2 separate regions of the Mus musculus genome follow, and region 2 is linked to region 1. The links are chromatin contacts, called in public HiChIP or PLAC-seq maps. All regions are on one chromosome and are shown on one strand. Each heading gives the region's core, a stretch centred on a gene start, on an enhancer-like site or on the middle of the called end of the contact. The rest is flanking DNA. Distances are from core to core; before and after follow the strand shown.

Region 1 (6,150 bases), core at 1,425-3,924:
AAATGTGTATGTCATAAGCAGAATAAAGCCTCAGCCCCTGCCCTCTACCCCCAGACACAGCCTCTGAGATGAGCATGATATCTTTCCTCTTAGGCAGAGTAAGCCTCGCAACCGACCTTCTTTCAGGCAGACGCTCATGCATCTGGATATCGCGTCTGCAGATGTGCTCGCCACCCCTCAAGAAACTTACTTCAAGTCTCAGGTAAGCCAGCACATCCCTGCCTCGTGGGACTGAAGGGACAGCTAAGAAGTACTGTTAACCACGTAACAGTCACATGACCCTATTCGTTGTGAGACAGTAACTGTGATAGTTGGAGGTGCGACTGTGAATCCTGGTGGCGTCGTTAAGAGGGGAGAGGGTGTGAGGGCCGCATCGAGGCTATACTGGAGTCAATGTCACTGCTGCTCCTCATGAAGGCCTTGCTCACTTTGATGCACAAAAGCTGAAAACTAGGGCAGGAACTTGAGGACCAGACACAGCCACGACAGAATTACAGCATCTGTTAGCCGTCACTGTACTAAAATTTCCCACAACTTACATGTTAAAAAAAAAGTATTTATTTAGCCTACCATTCTGTAGGCAGTTTAAGCCACACAGTTTCTGTGATGCTTTGGAATTACCTGGATGTCTGTAGTCAGATCCCAGGTGAGCAGGAAGGTGGCTGGTCCCAGGTGGTCCCTTAACAGGTGTGTTGGCGTCTGGCTAGGAGCTAGAGCTCCTCTGTCCTGCCTGGCCGCTAGCTGGGCCTCAGGCTAGGCCCGCCTTAAGCTAGCCCCACCTCAGGCTAGGCCCGCCTCAGGCTAGCTCAGGCTTCCTCACTCCTGTTTGCTTTCACAGTGGCAAATGGATCAGGAAAGCAAGGCCAGTACAGGTGATGTTCATGCTGCATGGCATCGTGCTTGCCATAGTGCCACACTGGCTGAAGCAGGTCACGGGCCACCAGACTAGACTCTCCAGACTGAGGACAGAGCAGGCTAGACAGGCACGGAGCCAGAGAAGGGGAGGAGTATGGCTGTTGGGTGAAAATGCAGTAAGGATGGTGCTCTGCCCACTGTCACTATGAGCAAGGAGCGAGCAGAGACGAGGAAATGTTTCCTATCCCTAGCCAGACACGGGCATGATCACAAGGCATAGTGGTAATTAATCCCTCTGTGTGTACAAGATCATCATCATCATCATCATCGTGGCAGCACTAGCAGTGGAACCTAGGGCCTCTCAGGTGCTGGGCAATCACTCTCCCACCAGCTCTACCTTAGACTTTATTGTTGGTGTTTTGTTTTATTTTGTTTTGTTTTTATACAAGGTCTTGCTAAGTTGCCCAGGCTGGCCTTGAACTCCCTCTATAGCACAGACAGATCTTGAACATGGGATTCTTCCTGCCTCATTATCTAAATAGCTGGGCTTGTAGGCCGGCACCACGGGCCCAGCTTAGAACTGAACCATTAGTACTAACTTTCATAGTAGACATATGGCTTTTTCTCACTTAATGTTATTAAGTTTCTAAAATGAATTTTTCTGACTCGAATTCCATCTCTGCAGTGGCTCCCAATATTATTTCAAAGATTTATTGTCAGAAGAGACAGTTTATTACATATATTTATTGACTAAAAATTAAATGCAAAAATAAATGTTAGGGTAGGGGCAGATGCAGAGACCCACAGCCAAACATTAGACGGAGCTTAGGGAATCCTAGTGAGAAAGGGAGGAGGAATTGTAGGAGCCAGGGAGGTTGAAGAAACCACGAGAACGTGGCCCACAGAATCAACTAAGCAGAGCTCACAGGGCCTCCCAGGGGCCTATGTAGGTCTGACCTGTCCGTATGTGTCATGGTTGTGTACTTGACATTCTCATGGGACTCCTAACAGTGCAAGCAGGGGCTGTGTCTCTCTGGGATGCTGGGCTTCTGAGCTTCTCTTGGGTTTTTGTCCTAAGCAAAGCCAGTGTGACAGCGGACGTGAAGATGACTCAGAACCTCCCAGACCTGTGAACCTCCGTCAGCAGGACTTTCTTTCTGCCTCCATACTCCCTTGCCGTCAGCTGATCACTTTTGTCCAGATCACTGTACCCTGTGCTGTTCTGATGGCCACTGCTGTGGAGAAACTGGAAAAGAGACAGCACTGTGTCAGGACAGAGGGTGGGGTGGGGATGTTTGGGGTTTGATTTGGCACTTCTGGCACTCCCCTGCCGGAGCTCTTGTAGGAAGTTTGGGGAAAGCATGCAGAGGCACAGAAGGAAATGCCTTGCACACGGTCCTATGGACCCGTCAGGGAAGGAAACTACAACATTCACAAAATTAAACTTTCCTCACTCAGGCTGAATGGAGAGAAGAAGTGAAGAAACATTTTGAGAAAATCAAAAGTGAAGGGACCTGTATACACCGATTAGATGAAGAACTGATTCGCCGGCGCAGGGAGGAGCTCAGGTCAGCTGACCCCGCCCCTCTTCTCACCCCAGTGCTCTGGTCAGCTGACCCCGCCCCTCTTCTCACCCCAGTGCTCAGGTCAGCTGACCCCGCCCCTCTTCTCACCCCAGTGCTCAGGTCAGCTGACCCCGCCCCTCTTCTCACCCCAGTGCTCAGGTCAGCTGACCCCGCCCCTCTTCTCACCCCAGTGCTCAGGTCAGCTGACCCCGCCCCTCTTCTCACCCCAGTGCTCAGGTCAGCTGACCCCGCCCCTCTTCTCACCCTAAGGTTCAGACATGAGCAGGAACACTGGTGAATCGCCACTTCCTTCTCCCTCATCTTTCCCCTAGCTTTCTCAGTTGCTCAGATTTGGCCTTCCCGGGGAGTCTGAAAAGGCTGATCTCAAAGAAGCAGAGACTAGGATGGTGCTTGCTGTAGACTGGGAGGTTGTGCAGAGGGATGGGCGGGGGAGGGGGGAGAAGCTGACTAATGGATGCTGTTATAATTAGAAGAAAGTTCTTCAATTCTCGTCACGACAGGTAAAGATAATAGCTTAATAGCTCACCTCGCTTCCTCCCTCACTCGGAGTCGTTTGTTTGCTTATTTGAGGCAAGGTCTCTCTGTGTGGTCCTTGCTAGCTTGGGTCTTAGTATGTAGATTATGCTGCTAGAAATCACTGGAGCCTGCCTTCCTCTGCCTCCTGGATACGAGGATTGTAGGCCCGAGCCACCACACTTAAACTTTGGGATTTCTTTTTTTCTTCTTCTTTTTTAATTTTGAATTAAAGAAGCTTAGAAGAACGGATTTGGAATATTTCCAGCATAAAGAAATGATCATTGTTGGAGGAGACTACCATGGTTACCCTGATTTTTTCCCACTTTTATTATTTTAAATTATATTTGAGTCTGTGTATGACCACATGAGTGTGGACGCCCACAGAGGCCAGGCGTATCACATGTCCTGGAGCACAGGTGGTTGTAAGCCACCTGATGGGGTGCTGGGATCTGAACTCCGGTCCTCTGGAAGAGCATTTATCCAGTACATGCATTTATCTGCTGAACCATCTCTCCAGTCCCTGATTGGAACACTGTACAACAAATACATATATCAGAATATCACTTGGTACCTTGTAAATACATACAACTTTCGTGTGAGTTAAAAAAAAATGATTAACAACAACAACAACAACAAAAACGATTAACAAAAGCCGGGCATGGTGGCGCACTCCTTTAATCCCAGCGCTCGGGAGGCAGAGGCAGGCGGATTTCTGAGTTCGAGGCCAGCCTGGTCTACAAAGTGAGTTCCAGGACAGCCAGGGCTATACAGAGAAACCCTGTCTCAAAAAAACAAAAAACAAAAAACAAAAAAACAAAAGAAAAAAATAAAAAGATTAACATATGAACAACAGAAGCTTACCCTGTAGTTAGCAATGGTTCAGTGACAAGGTCTTGCCACAGGAGTATGAGGAACTGAATTCGAATTCCCAGATCCCATTCAAAGCAGGCCATGGCAGCTGTGACCCAAGAGCTCCTGGGGCAAGATGGGAGGCAGTGACAGGAGGCTCCCAGAAGCTTCTGAGTCAGCCAGCCTGGGGTGTGCAGTGCAGAGGCAAGCAGGGACCCCTGCTCAGCACTAGGTGAGGATCGACAGCTGAGGTTGACCTTGGACCTCCACATGGACACCATGGTCCATGTACACCCACACACATAGCTTCCTTCATGTGTAACTCTTTACCGCCTCTCAACTGTTTCCCACCTGTAGGGTCCTTTACCACAGAGAGTCTTAGAGCACTTCCACTGTTCTCAGTGCCGTGGGAGGCCAGGAGTTTATAAGCTCTAGCTCCTGGCCTCCACTGTAATAGGCAGTTAGGTCTCTATAAAAAAAAAAAGCCATAGATTTAGCAATTTATAAACAGAAGAAATGTACTGCTCGTGGTTCTGAAGGTGGAGCAGTTTAACCTCAAAGCTTCAGGAAACTCAGCAATTCCCAGCACTTGGGAGGCAGAGGCAGGCGGATTTCTGCTCTACAGAATGAGTTCCAGGACAGCTAGGGCTACACAGATAAACCCTGTCTCAAAAAAAAAATTGTGCACCCTGATATATTCTTTATCTGTGGCCGACCTGGCTCTATGCTATGGCTGGAGGGGCCCTTGGGATAAACTGCACAGTTCAGATTTCCCTGGACCTAGTGCCTTGAAGCAAACCACTGCACATGTCATTAGGGTCTTGCTCATGCTGTGTTTTCATTGACAGGCATGCTCTGGATATTCGGGAGCACTACGAGAGAAAGCTCGAACGGGCTAACAATCTGTACATGGAGCTGAGCGCCATCATGCTGCAGCTGGAGATGCGCGAGAAGGAGCTCCTTAAGTGAGTACTCAGCCCGGGGTCCATCTTCACTGCTTGGAGTCTGTCAGTCAACGGGACATGTCACTCCTGCGTGGGGCCGCTACAGTGCACATGCAGATATTAGTCACATTTCCTTAAGGACTTGGCTGAGGCATACAAGCAAGGTCTGGTACGGGCATACTCCCTGGGCTAGCATGTGTACTTCAGTTGCCAGAGTTCAGAGAGGGGCTTCATGTTTGGAAGAACTTAGTGTGGATAAGCAGAGACTTGCTGGCCATTGAGAGTAAAGTTCTGCTGGAAACTGTTTAAGGGATCCCTGATACTATCAAAATAACCAGGGGGTCTTGACCCCAAATAAGCAAAGCTTCAGTCCTTTATCACATTGGGGAAGAGAAAGATTAATGCAGGAGTTTGAGCTAAGGACAGAATAAAGTTGAGTTAATTTAAATTCAGTACCTTCAGTTTGTTTGCCTAAACTTGAGTAGCAGCCTGGTTGTACAACGAGCTGGTATCTGTTAGGTGTAGCCAGAACCTGTGGGCAAATGAAGATACTCTGCACTGGCCACACCCTTATCTGTTTCAAAGATAATTTACTACACATTTTATTCACAATTTTATATGTATTAATATGAATGGGACCTCTTTTCTACTTGAAGCATTTTTCAAATTAGTTATTTGAGAGTTTTCATAAAATGAGCTGAGTTTTGACGGTATTCAGTCCTACCCATCTTCTCCTAGGTCTTCCCCCCCCCCACTTCCCTACCCATCCAACTTTATGCCCACTATGGCCAACATTAAAGAAAACCAGCTCTCCCTCCCTGGGTAGCTGTCAGGCAGCAGCTCCTCGGCTTAGGGGCATGTCACCATGTCAGACTCCTCTCTCCTTGCTAGGATTCGGTTTGAGCTTGCACGGGACTGGTGCATGCTGACAGATCCACTTTAGATTCAAGTGTGTCACTCACTGTCCTGCTGTCTCCAGAGGATGCTGTTATCTTGTGCTTGCTCAGCACCTCTGGCTTCTACAGTCTTTCTGCTCCTTCTTCTGCCATGAGCTCTGAGCCTTTGGGAGGAGAGGGCACCATGTTTTATGTTCCCTGTAGGAAACATCTCACAACAGCCTCTTATGCGCTCCATGTTGGCCAGCTGCAGGTCTCTGTATGAATCATTACCTACTTCTCAGGTGAGGTAGAGAGATACATAAATCTAAAGGTGTACAGAGAAGTCATTAGGAGTCGATTTGACACTGTGTCCAATGAATAGAATAGTAGGAGGTTCTCCTTTAGGACCTGTTCTAGTTTAGCCAGAGATGCTCAGCCTGAAGGTGATACCAGCTGTGGGCTTTGTCTAAAGCCAAATGAGAAAGCAGCTATTGCCCCTGCGCGCTCTGTGCCACTGCTGCA
Region 2 (6,433 bases), core at 2,676-5,175, 75 kb after region 1:
ACACAGCATGAGAAAGATACCGTTCCCTCTATCAGAAAGGGATTTCCAGGGTGGGGCAAACCCAAGCCTCTGTCCTTCTAAGTGAGAGTGTCTGTCTGTCTGTCTGTCTGTCTGTCTCTCTCTCTCTCTCTCTCTCTCTCTCTCTCTCGTATAGACACTGCTTTTAAAATATATAGTGATAATAATACATTCTGAACTTTTAAAACTACTTTGGTTTCCTAGAAAGGTAGAGAAATTAGATAATTAAGGTAGCCTTGGCTTTGGGGAAAAGTAAGAAAAAAGAATCCAAGACAAACCCGGGGAAGCCATGCCAGCAAGTTGGGTGCAGGGAAAGGGATTTGGGGTGAGAGGTTACCACACCCCCCCATATGGGTTCGGAGTCGTTTACATTTCCTCCCCTCCTACACACTTCTGTCTTACAGTCTCCCTAAACTTAAAAGCCTGTGCATGAAGACGAATCCCGGGAAAGGTGAATGATAACCTCCTGAAAGCTGGAGCCCACCCTCAGGCCTGGGAAGAGCTGTGGAAAATTCCTCAGCTCTAGACAAGAGATCCAGAACGAGTCTTTGTTCTTTAGGGTTTGGCCTCGTTCAAATCCGGTCTTTTCAATCATGTTTGCTAGAAAGCTGATATTTAGCCACGAATTTCCCGTCTCCTTTTCCGTCCATGAGTTTACAGTCATGCCTGGTGAGTTGCGCTCTGGGCACAGATAGATCCCCATGAGATATTGGAAGGGGGTTACCATAAGAAAAATAAGGTCACCACCAAGCTTTTCTGTGACATACACAGTTTGCAAAATGTTCTACGTGGGCTGAGGTCAATATTGCCTGTGTGGTGGCGCTCTCCAGAGAGCACCTGCCCAGGAGAGACCCCTGATATCCGACAGGAACCTTACCTGTGACTCTCCCCAGCTTCCCCTCATACGACTCGCCAACAAATCCAGCTATGTGGGCTCCTAGACTTACTCCAATCATGTAAATGTTGTCCAGAGAAGCTCCTTTGACCTAGAAGTTCATTAATAAATTGTAAGAGTTCAAGAAATTGACCACACTTGCTGAGATTTCCTGCTTACTTGGAGGGATTTTCCCAAGTGCTTTATATCTGTTCTCACTTGGGCTATCTTGTGTGTGGGTGGATATGCATGCACATCTATACATTTATTAGTAGAGGTCAGAGGTCAAAGAGTCAGGTGTCAGGCTGGAGGGATAGCTCAGTGGCTAGGAACACTTGTTGCTCTTGCAGAGGAGCCAGGTCCGATTCTCCACAACCACTTAGCAGCTCACAACTGTATGTAATTCAGTTCCAGGGGCTCCAATGACACCTTCTAACTTTTGTAGGCACCAACACATGCGTGGTGCACACATATACATGCAGGCAAAATACTCGTATACATTAAAAAAAGAAGAAAGAAACCTTTCTTTTTAAGTTAGATGTCTCCCTCAATTCCTCTCCACCTCATTTTTTTTGAGGCAGGGTCTCTCACCAAGCCTGGAGTTAGCTGATTTGGTTAGACTAGCCAACAAGCGCTAGGGAGTCCACTGTCTCTGCTTTCCTGGGTCAGGGATTACAGGAATGCACTGTTTACTGCTGTGCCCAGAGTTTTCATTAGGTTCTGGGGGTTGAAATCAGGTCTTTTTGCTTGTACACCAAGTGTTTATCAACTGAGTCAACTCCTAAGCCCCTACTGTCTCATTTGAATGTCGAAAGAGGGCTGGAGAGGTAGCTTGCCTCCTATATTATAAGCCTTAGGATCAATCCCACCATGGAAGAAAATGAGGGGAAGTTGCAGCCTCCGGCAATGTCAATACAACTCCTTTAATATACAAATAAGGACATTGAAGCCCAGAGTTGAGGTCATCTGACCCAGTGGGGAGGGTACAGAGCAGGATTCAAACCAACCTGCTAGCCCCAAATTTGTGTCTTTTAGTGTCTCCACTCCTGACACTTCCTGCTGGAAGCCAAACAGAGACATGTTTACGGCTTCCAGATAGGGGAAGAGATGGTAAAACACTTTGATGAGCTCCTAATGGAGTCACTGTCCCAGGGAAGAAAAGGTGAGGGAAGGTAGACCTCACTGACCACAGGCTGCAGGCAGCTCTCTCTGAGCCACCAAATGTCAGCCTGCTTGCTGGGGAGCTCACAAAAAAACTCATGTCACCACCAGCTACAGTGGTCACCACATGGGGATCTCTTTGAAATTGCTCTTACTTCATGTGATATTGGTTTGGTTTGGTTAAGACACAGCCTCTCGTTGTAGACCTGGCTATTCTAGAACTTGCTCTTGAAAGGAAATAAAACTTGAGACATGTTATTCATGTAATTTATGTCAAATAGCCCAAAGAGTTGTTTGTGAGCTTTGAAACCTGGGGCTAAGAACATAGCAGAACAGGCCAGGACATGCCTGGGCAGGCCTGTCGTTACATGTCCTGACTGGCCTAGTGCCTCCCTATCTCCCGCCCTTCTGACAGTCTGTTGATGTTTAAATGGACCAATCATGTAAAACCGCGCCAATTCCTCCCCCAGCCCCACCCCTTTTCTATAAAAGTCCCTAGCTTCCAAGCCTCGGGGTCGAAACCACTGTCTCCTGTGTGAGATACGTTTCGAACCGGAGCTCCGCCATTTTGGCTCCACCATGTGGTCGACACCTCTGTCTCCTGCGGGAGATACATGTTGGCCCGGAGCTCCGTCATTAAACTACCTCATGCTTTTACATCAAGATGGTCATCTGTTCGTGATTCTTGGGTGCGCGCTGAATCGAGAATTCGGGAATTGAGTGTGGGTTTCCCCACTAGGTTCTTTCACTCTGTAGACCAGACTGGTATTGAACTCAGAGATCTGCCTGCTTCTGCCTGCTTCTGCCTCCTGAGCCCTGTGATTAAAAACTTGTGCCACCACACCCTGGCTCATGTCACATCTTTGTTATGTTAAAGTCGGTGGGGCACAGCTCTTGAGAACAGTCTCTAAATAAAAGCTAAGGTCCTGCCTTGGGAGGCTTTCTAAAAACATTGACTGTCCCGTTTCACTGTGGTTGGCAATAATCTGGACATTAATAGCTTGGTCTTTTAGCTGAACAAGCTACAGACGTTGAAGGAGGTCCAGGCGTTTAAGCTAACAACTCTAAGCAGAGCCCCTCCTACTCAAAGACACCCACCCTCATGGTAGTAACAAAATGATGCTCCTTTCACAAGGCTTTTTGTCACTAGCTACAGAAGATTATGCAGGACTTAAGATCTAAAACATTTAAAACGAGAACATTGCTCCATACCCCTTTGCTGTGGGGATGGACAACCTGCAGGGCCACACCCTCTTCCCTGGGTTTATTCGGATTCGCACAAGGTTACAAAATGTTAAAAAGTAGCCACCCCCCACCCCCTCCCCACTCCCATCCAACCAAGTGATACCTCTTGGTTTTAAGCTTCCAAACCAGCCACCAAGGTCATCTCAGACAAGTCTTTCTTACCAACATCTGGTCAATAAATTCCTTCAAAATAGAAGCTACTTGTCTGGTCTTGCTAGACGCATGGGGGTATATCACAGTTGTCGCTCCTCGATTCCAATCAACAACCACTACATTCATCTCTTGTACACTGATCAAACTCTGTACCAGCTCCTCTATCCAAACCGGAGGGGAGCCTGTTGGCCGGAAACCGTGGATTATAAAAGTGGTTTTCTTGGTCACATTTAAGCTCCCCAGAGCTGTGGAGTTGATGATCTGTGCACAGGTCTGGTCTCTCTGTGTGTAGAGCATCAGTCTCACGGAGAGTCCTGTACCAACCACCGCGCTGTGGAAGCTCAGTCTGGTGAAGGACGGGCATGTTTCATCCGTGTCTGGAAATGAGAATTAGACGGCATCATGCAGTGCCTCCTAAGCAAGACAGTGCTGTGATCCCCTCCTTGATGCTCTTACAGTCCTCTTTACACCGCCTCCCCACAGCGCCTCCCCACAGCGCCTCCCCCACAGCGCCTCCCCACAGCGCCTCCCCCACAGCGCCTCCCCAGAGCCTGGAGCTAGTTCAGTGATGGTGAAAAAGTCATACTTAATCCAGTATTTTTTTTTTAAAGAAGATTTATTTATTTTATTTTAACATATGTGAGTACACTGTAGCTGTCTTAAGTCACTCCAGAAGAGGGCGTCAGATCTTGTTATGGATGGTTGTGAGCCACCATATGGTTGCTGGGATTTTGCTCTTAACCGCTGAGCCATCTCACCAGCCCAATCCAGTATTTCTAAGTAGTGATTCCTGGTTTGTCTGGACATCTTTCCCCAGACTCCTTCAAGCTCAAAAGCAGAAGTTAGCTCAATGGAGCTTCTACAACCCTCCCAGCCTTAAGTACATCCTCATTAGCCCGCTCCCTCAGAATCTGTGAGTGCCTCACTTACAGCACACTGAAATCATCTTTCAGGGATCTATTCTGGGTACTGGGTATGGGTGTGTCTACCCTGTGAGACCCCATTCTCCTTGAATGGTAATTTCTAGGCTGTGTATCCTTGGAGAGACAGAACACAGCCAGAGAGTCGGCAAAGGAGTCTCCATGGTCTCTGTGTAGAGCCCTCTCCTGGGAGGATGGTCAGAGGGTGGTCTGCCCTGCCCTGAGCATCTGAAAACGCAGACCATATCAGCTGGTGCTGAGCCCCTTTTCTTCTAGGCTCCTCAAGCTCTCCTTTCGAGCCTTCACCCTGCAGAACAGTCTTGGAAGAAAGGAGGACTCACGGAAGGGACAGCACAAATGTAGAAAGAAGGTCTTCTTGTTTCAAAGGCCCACACTTGGCCTGATCCTCCCCCCCACACACACACACACACACACACTTCTCCCCCAATCTCTCTGCCTACAGATCAGGATGTAGCTCTCAACTTCTCCAACACCATGCCTGCTATGCCTGCCCTCATGCTCCGCGTCATGATGATAATGGACAAACCTCTGAAACTGTAAGCCAGCCCCAATTGAACACTTTCCTGTATAGGAGTTGCTGTCCTGGTGTCTCTTCACAGCAACAGAACAATGACTAAGAGAGTCATAAAAGGGAAAATACCAATTCTTAGAAAATCTAACTAAATATAACTAAACATTTAAAGGTAAAGGGCCAAACAAATGATTCAGAAAATATAAACAGCTAACTGACGATGAAATCTGTGTGCCAAAAATGTTAAGAATAAATCAGTCTAGGGCTGCAGAGTGGGTGCACTGGTTGAGCACAGGCTCAAGGCCAAGGAACCAATGGGTAAATCTGCACAGAGGTTTGCTTCTGCTCTGTGTGCTCTCCTAGTCTTGTAGCTTTTTCAGTTATTTCCAAGTAAACTTAAAAGGAAAGGACAAGGCAGAGACCCACCAGTAATAGACAGAGGAGGAGATGGGCTGTCAATCTGACCTCAAAAAGCAAAATTGGGTGGATTGTGATGGCACATGCCTTTAACCCCAGCATTCAGGAAGCAGAGGCAGGTGGATCTCTGTGAGTTCAAGGTCAGCCTGGGCTGCATAGTAAAACCCTGTCTCAAAAAAAAAAGGGGGGGGGCCTGGCGAGATGGCTCAGTGGTTAAGAGCACCGACTGCTCTTCTGAAGGTCCTGAGTTCAAATCCCAGCAACCACATGGTGGCTCACAACCATCCGTAACAAAAAATCTGGAGTATCTGAGGACAGCTACAGTGTACTTATATATAATAAATAAATAAACAAAAACACCAAAAAAAAAAAAAAAGGACGAAGAGGAGGAAGAAGAGGAGAAGGAGGAGGCCACCGCATCAGCAGCAAAAGCAAGGAAAGCAAACTGGCAGGAGATGCAGCTTAGTGGTAAAGCATGGCTAGTGTGAATGACCCTGAGTTCAATCCCTTGTAGAAAAAAAAGAAGAACGAGGAAGAAATGAATGGGAAGGGGAGAGGAGAGGAGGGGGAGGAGCAGGGGGAGGGAAGGGAAGACAGGAATAAGGAGCAAAAGGAGGCAGATGCTTGCTCAAGGCTTCGGTTCAAAGGGCAATGGAGGAGAGTTGGAGACAAACAAAAGCTCAAGTTGCAAGATGATAGAAGTGAGAGCTGGAGTGACGGCTTGGTGGTTAAGGGCACCCAAGTGGCAGCTCACAACTGCCTGGAACTCCAGTTCTAAAGGTTCTGCCATAGGCAGGAGACCCACACACAGTACACATACATATATACACACAGCAACATTCATGCACATTTAAAAAAAAAATGTGGAGGCTAGAGAGATGGCTCCGTGGTTAAAAGCACTCACAGACTGTTACAGAGGACACAGGCTCAGTTCCCAGCACCCACATGTGTTATATTAACCACCTGTGACTAGCTCCAGGAGATTTGAAACCCTCTCCTCACCTCTATTGGCTACTGCATGCATATGGTGAACACACATACACTGAGGAATACAACAAAAATATAAAATCAAATTTAAAGAAAAGGAAAATATATGTGGATGTATGTTAAGAT

What was found. HiChIP or PLAC-seq counts read pairs in DNA pulled down with a chosen protein or histone mark.
Region 2: a contact with region 1 is called in an H3K27ac HiChIP or PLAC-seq map of embryonic stem cells, with 11 read pairs. The contact joins two enhancer-like sites. A contact is called at or near these places in 1 of 15 datasets of contacts at CTCF or cohesin (the NIH/3T3 cell line), 2 of 484 Hi-C or Micro-C datasets (embryonic stem cells and nephron progenitors), 3 of 115 datasets of contacts at active chromatin or transcription factors (all in embryonic stem cells) and 4 of 9 other capture datasets (adipose tissue, embryonic stem cells, liver and 1 more).

What each region holds. Positions count from the first base shown.
Region 1 is chr16:21,906,352-21,912,501 of GRCm38.p6, forward strand. Map3k13 (mitogen-activated protein kinase kinase kinase 13) reads left to right here. Exons shown (of 13, transcript NM_172821.3): 6 at 94-202; 7 at 2,314-2,423; 8 at 4,655-4,771. Among named protein-coding and RNA genes, the nearest start is that of Map3k13, 17 kb to the left of the region's middle. Within about 2 kb of position 2,675, at least 37 of the 459 cell types and tissues checked have an H3K27ac peak or open chromatin away from gene starts, as enhancers often do. A contact at or near this core is called in embryonic stem cells, where this site is marked.
Region 2 is chr16:21,980,441-21,986,873 of GRCm38.p6, forward strand. It overlaps Liph (lipase, member H), which reads right to left. Exons shown (of 10, transcript NM_001083894.1): 2 at 3,461-3,828; 3 at 896-1,004. Among named protein-coding and RNA genes, the nearest start is that of Liph, 12 kb to the right of the region's middle. Within about 2 kb of position 3,926, at least 13 of the 459 cell types and tissues checked have an H3K27ac peak or open chromatin away from gene starts, as enhancers often do. A contact at or near this core is called in embryonic stem cells, where this site is marked.